Regions from separate parts of the Dromaius novaehollandiae genome. Here region 1 is linked to region 2. A link is a contact called in public Hi-C data. All regions are on one chromosome and are shown on one strand. Each heading gives the region's core, a stretch centred on a gene start, on an enhancer-like site or on the middle of the called end of the contact. The rest is flanking DNA. Distances are from core to core; before and after follow the strand shown. Region 1 holds the start of OPTN (optineurin). Region 2 holds the start of CDC123 (cell division cycle 123).

The links. A called contact is a pair of places that touch in the nucleus more often than the background predicts.
Region 1: a Hi-C map of liver shows a contact between it and region 2, with 5 times the contacts expected there. The contact joins the promoter of OPTN here to the promoter of CDC123 in region 2. A contact is called at or near these places in 3 of 4 Hi-C or Micro-C datasets (brain, liver and ovary).

Annotation. Positions count from the first base shown.
Region 1 is chr1:4,009,439-4,012,499 of bDroNov1.hap1, reverse strand. It overlaps OPTN (optineurin), which reads right to left and starts at 1,296. Exons shown (of 14, transcript XM_026119278.2): 1 at 1,169-1,296; 2 at 620-843. The coding sequence starts at 785.
Region 2 is chr1:3,640,491-3,643,634 of bDroNov1.hap1, reverse strand. It overlaps CDC123 (cell division cycle 123), which reads right to left and starts at 1,414. Exons shown (of 13, transcript XM_026119288.2): 1 at 1,209-1,414; 2 at 346-417. The coding sequence starts at 1,282. NUDT5 (nudix hydrolase 5) reads left to right here and starts at 1,429. Exons shown (of 10, transcript XM_064503815.1): 1 at 1,429-1,640.

The DNA of each region.
Region 1 (3,061 bases), core at 47-2,546, 370 kb before region 2:
CCAGATAGACTCAGCCATGGCTGCCACTTCTTTTTAAAGTACAGAAGGTGCCACCACAGCTACATTTCTTAGTGATTACTACACATAATGCAGGATGGCCTGCTTGAATTCCCCTCTCTGCCTGAGATGATTCAACTCCTTTCAGAGAGCATCCTAACCCAAACTGTCCTGGGCACGGTGCAGTACCCACCCCTTCTGACGCAGCTACAGCAAAATGTTTGGTCAGTCTGTAATGGAGCTGCCCAGCGGTCCTAAAACACAAACCATAAAAGCTTTTAACAGTTGCTGAGTAAAGACAGCTCTTTATATCACGTGATAGCAAAACAGATTTTTCACCTCACTTGCTAAAATGCACAGTGCTATACTAATTATGTCGGTAATTCCCAAGCAAATAATTCACCCATAAATTGAGCTGTTCTCCCCCTATTCTTCCACATGGATCCAACTTGCTGTGTCATATCACACCGCCCTCGCCTCTTGCAGGGTTGCCTCTACATTGAAGGCTCCCCAGGTACAAAATGTTATCCAGCAGGGGCAAAGGAGCACCGAATTCACACTCGTATGGCAAAGAAGCCTGCAGAAGAGAGCCGGGCCTTTTGCGTTTCAGGGATGTATTCACCTTTTAACTCGTTGTTCTCGGTGATGAGCTCTTTCATCTGTTGCACCATCTCTTCCGGTGTGTACGTGCTGAGGGCGGGGGAAGCCGCGCCGTCCGGGCCGTTTTCCATCCTCCTCCTGGGATGCTCTCCATTTTCAGCAGGACGGCTTTGCAACTTGCCAGACATCCCTGAAGCGGCTGCGATGAGGTTAGCGCGGAGGAAGATCCGCTCCCTCACCGATGAACTGCTGAGAAAAGAAAACATAACCATACTTTCGTTTTATCCGGGCGAGCAAGCCGCACAACTCACTGTGATACGGAGGCACCGGCCAACCCTGCTGACACCACCACAACACCTGCCAGGAGCATCAATATCGCATTAACCCCTCACAGGACCACGCGGAGGATGCGCTTGTGTCCCGGAACAAACCTCGGACGAGGTCCCCTTCCCGCGTGGGCCCCCTTCTCCGTGCGTGGCCCGCACGGGCGGCAGGACCCCGGCGCTTCGGGCCTACCGCGGCCTCAGCGGGCCCACAGCTCCCTGGGGTCCTCCGCCAGCGACCCGCTCACCACGCTCACGGCGCGACCATGGCCCGCGGACAGCCGGCCCCGGTGGCTGTGGCGGCGGCGGCGCGCGGCTCAGCTGACCACCGCGTCCCCGCCTACCTCCGCGGGGATTTCCTGCGGAAAATCCGCCCTGCCCCGGCCGCCTCCCGCCCCGCCGCCCCGGGGACCGGGTGCCCCCAGGCTGCCTCGGGCCCCTGCCCTGCCCCCGGGGCTGCTCCCCCAGGGCCTTCTGCGTTTCGCAGCCCCCCGGCCCTGGGCGGCCGAGTCCCCTGCGGCCACCAAATGGCCTCACCGAATCCCCGCCACAGCATGCCCTAAACCAGGCCCGCAGGCAGCGTGTAGATAAGGGAGGCCGGGAAGCCCTAGCCCTCTGTCAGGGGGACGCGGCAGCCCCTCTGCCGCCTGCAGGTCTCTAAGCTGGGCCCGGCAGAAAGATCCTGCCGCACTGGGGAGGGCAAGGACCACGCTGGGCTTAACGCAGCCTCGGGAGCTCACAGCCTCGGGAGATAGGCTCAGCTCTGTAGAAAGAGTCATGAATGCCCGTAATACCATCCTGAGAGCATGCTGCGTACCAAGAGAGATTGAAAAGTCTTGGATTTTGTGCTGGAAAAAGAGACAATAGGGACGGAGATGACAGAGGCCTGCAGAGTCAACAGTGGTATCAAGAAAGATGATCAGGAAGTGTTTCTCATTACACAGAAATTAAAAGGGGCACAAAAACACGATCAGACAACAGGTGGAAAACACACAAAGTGCTTTTCACACAGTGCATAATTACATTTTAGAGGTTATTGCCATGCGATACCATGGAGGCAAATAGATCAGGAAGGGATTAGCCACACTCAAGGTATATAGGCCCATTACTGACTGTTAGCATCATACCTGGATACAGTTTCTAGTCTGGAAAGTCCTTAAAGCTGTTTGGCAGCTCCTGGTAGGCAGAGCTAGGAATGACAGTCCGGTTAACACATTCCTTTTTCTCTAAACCGCAACCACCAGTGACTGTCAGTGACAGGACACTGGGCTGGTAGGATCCTACAGGGGTTGGTAGGGCCTTAGAGTGGCTGTTCTTGTGTAATAGTTAGGGCCAATTATGATGTTTTGGTTCCTTTGCTTTCAACGGAATATGTCATTTTAGCTAAAATGTCTGCTTTCCATAAGGAGGATGTCAGTCTTTGATTAAATAACTGCATGGCTCAAAAATAAGGTCTTTTGATTTGGAAATGTTGCTTTGGTATCTCCTAGGAGCTGTGGATCGAGTGCTCTGCCATGAAGTCATGCCCTTCTGCAGACTGATTTCCCCCGCTGCCCTCCGAACGCTGCAGCCAAAGACTCCTCCGGCATGAGAAAGAGGAAGGGCTGGTGCCCGGTGGAAGGTGTGATCTGACAGGGACAGATCCATCTACAAGGCTGCCAGCTGAAGAATTTCAGCATTCAAACTCCAGAGACAGGTTCCAATTCACCCTAGAAATGAAACCAGCAACCATTTGGGACTGTCTAAGGGGTAAATAGCAGTTCTGACAGCAGGCTTATGTGTGACGAGTCCATAATTTATGTGCTTTCTGCTTATGCTGCTAGGAAAGGGAATCCAGCCCCTTGCAGGTACACTGGGATCTGCTCTGCCTGAAGGAGTGAGATCTCAGGTCTGTGGTGAGGTGCTGTATGTGCCAAATGTGCCAATTTTGAAGCACTGAATTTTGAAGCATAACTGTGCTGAAGCTTTCCCCCTTCGCAGAGCTCTTTCTGAGCCAAGTCCATTCTTTTATGCACATGCCTGAGTTAAGTGAGGAGGGTGCGAGTGTGGGCTGGAGGGTGGTTGGGATTTGTGTTTGACTAGTGTAGGCTTCACTTGCTGCCCCGCTGAGCGTGGGCAGACTGATGGTTACTGATGCTGAG
Region 2 (3,144 bases), core at 165-2,664:
CACCAAAACCTGAAAAGTAGGTAGGTTCTGCACGAAAAGGCAGAGAAAACTCAAGAAAACTGTCCCCAGTTGGTCTAGAATTGAGAGTATTACATGAATTTTAGGATCTATACCAGGCACTATCAAGTCAAATCTTACTACTAACAACAGCTACATGTTAGCTAATACACACCTTCATGTGTTTACCTATAGCCCGTCCACACAGTGTTCAGTTTACTGCAGCCAGACTGGTCAAATTTGCAAAATTCATTACAGAAATTATTAAATGCAAATACAAAATAGTACTGTGAATACAAAATAGCATTAATAATTGAAGGGGTGGAGGGTAGAAACAACACTCTTTACCTTCCAGAAACCACAAGCGTTCCATCATCCAGCAAATATTCTTTCACATTCTCTGGCAGGGGAAGTATAACACTGGAGAAACAAGAAAATAACTTTAATAATAAATTCGTTCAAGTTAAATAAAAATAATATTTGTTAATAGAACATATTTCAGTAATGATACGTTCTGTTCTCTTACGCGGTGGAAAACTCTCACTTCTCATCCTTTCCCAAAAAGCAACTCCTTTCCCCCCACCCCAGGGAGGCAGAGGAAAAGGAAAGATATAGAAATGTTAAGTGAAATGCGTAAAAATACCTTCTTCTTGCTTCAAAACCCTAAGAAATTCTGAGTGTGCATGCAGCTGAGGCAGGAGACAGGACACTACACGCTGTTCAAAACCAACGCTTGGTTTCTCAGATCCAAAACTATATTTCCCTGTACCAGCTGCACATTCAAAAACCACATGACTATCACTGAATCGGCCAAAAATACACGTTTTAAATATTAAAAATCATGAGGGAACAAACGCTCTTGTTGCTAAACACCTGACCTTACAGCTTTTTTTATGCATCAGCGCCACGTTGAATTTAACTTTCCCAAGTTACGGCTCGTTCTGTGTTACCGCAGTGGGTCTTTGCCCTGACACTGCAGAAATATCTACAATTTTCAGGAATATCCCGAAACAGGAGCTCCGTTACTCTGTTCAGCAGCTTTCAGCCTCTGTTTCCTTGGGCAACGACAGGGGCCTGCACTCGATACGGTCAGTCAGCTCCAGCCCCGGCTGGTAGTTTCTCTCCCCCCGGCCCGGCCCCACACGCCCCAACCGAACCAGGCCCGAACCGGCCCCCAGCGCGGCCCGAGCTCCCGGCCCCGGCGCCCTCACCTGCGGATAGTGACGGCCCGGAAGAGCGGGTACCACACGGAGAACTGGCAGTGCACCACCTGCTCCTTCTTCATCCTCCCCCGGTCCGGTCCGGTCAGGTCCGGTCCGGTCCGGTCCGGCCCGCTTCGCCCCGCCGCTCCCGGAAGCGCCCGCTCCGCCCGGAACCTCCACTGCAGCCCGCGGCGCACCCGGACCGGGAGCGGTGGCGCACCCGGACCCGGACCCAGAGCGGCGGCGCACCCGGCTTCAACCGCCTCGCCTCGCCTCGCCTCGCCTCGGCCGCCGACGCTGCCGCTCGGTGCCGGGTCTCGGTGCTGGCCCGGCCGCAGCCCCGGCTGCGCTCGCTCCTCGCCGTCCCGCTCCCGAGGGCCTCCTGCGCCGCTGGGCTGCGGCTCGCCCCGGCCCGCGGCTGCCGGGCCCTGTCGCGGTCTCGTACGTGCGCGCCCGTGTCCCGGGGGGGGCGGGGGGGACACGTCCATTTGAAGCCCGGTGACTTCTGCCGCTGTCTCTCTTCCTTTGCTCCTGTGTCTTCTTACCCTTCCTGCTGGGGCCGCCGAGGGCTGACGGTTACCGGCCACCTCTGGGTGAAGGGCTGGGTGAAACGCTCCCTGTATTTTCCTTTTTTTCTCTTCATCTATAGGGCAAGAAACAGTTATTTTCCCATATTTTTTTCAGTGCCACGTGGGCCATCCACGCTGCTAAACATAAGGACAAAAACGATCCTTCCCCCCCCCCCCCCCACACACGTAGCTTTTCCCTTCTCCCTCTCTCCCATCAACTTCTGCTAATTAATTGGTTTTGTTTTTAGATTCAAACTGGTGAGATGTGAGTGCACAGACTGATGGTAGCAAGTTAATTTTGGATTAAAGTGACTTAGAGGTTTTTAGTTACGTTTATCCTGAGCACACGTATGTTAAAATGCTGCTGGTTAAATTGTCCATAAAGTAGTTGACAGGGTCCCTTCTGCGTGTTCTTTGAAAGAGACCCTCAGATATTAACTTTTTTTTATTTTGTTCCACCCTGAGCTTGTCTGAGGACACCGTGGCTGAGTTCCCATTAAAACTTGTGGTTGTCAACTGGGGTACATAGTTTGGGTCAGATAAAACCTTCTGAAAAGTGATATAGAAAAGCTAATCCATCGACTGTGGCTTGGATAGATTGATGTGAAGCCCCAGTAGCATGGCTGTTCTGTAAGCAGGCGTGTAGGCCTCACTTGGCTTAAGATTTTAACTTCTGGGAAGGGTAATTTTGAAACTGATGTCAGAGGGTTGGAAGATGCCTTCAAAGGAAGTCATTCCATAAGAGAATAAGCAATGAGGATAAAGTTACACCATCTGTGAATGGCGTGACTTTTTCGGGCCTGAATTTGACCCCACAAGAGGTAAATGGGGCAGGTAGCATGATTTGTCAGTAATGTCCTATAATACCCGTAATATTAGCTGTGAAAGCCATCAGAGGAGGTATAAGCAGGCCAAATACTTTTTCATAGTTTAGAATGCAAGTACTATTGATTCATGCTACGAAGGGTGATAAACCTGGCTATTTTGGCCTATTCTTAAAATTGCACTGATAACTATTAAAAAGTTACATTCGTAGAGTTCATCTCATCGTGGATCAAGTAGTCAAGTTCCCAGGCTGCCCTGCTAGCTTTTTATGATTTTCACTCAAATGATACAGTGCTAGTTTTATGGGGTAAAAGAAGCTGCCCGTCTGAGGACTGCAGGACGATGTCTACTCTGAAACCTAACATAGATTTTTTTTTCATTGCACCTTTTGATTTAATGTTCAGTTGCAGCTAATTTTGCTTATGAAATCTGAATTGTCTTGAGTACCTTCCAGAACTGCAGCCTTCAGTTACCCAAATGGTATTTCAGCTTTCTAATAACACAAATTCTCACTTTTATACAGTCAACTGAATATGGGAAAATAACTTTTT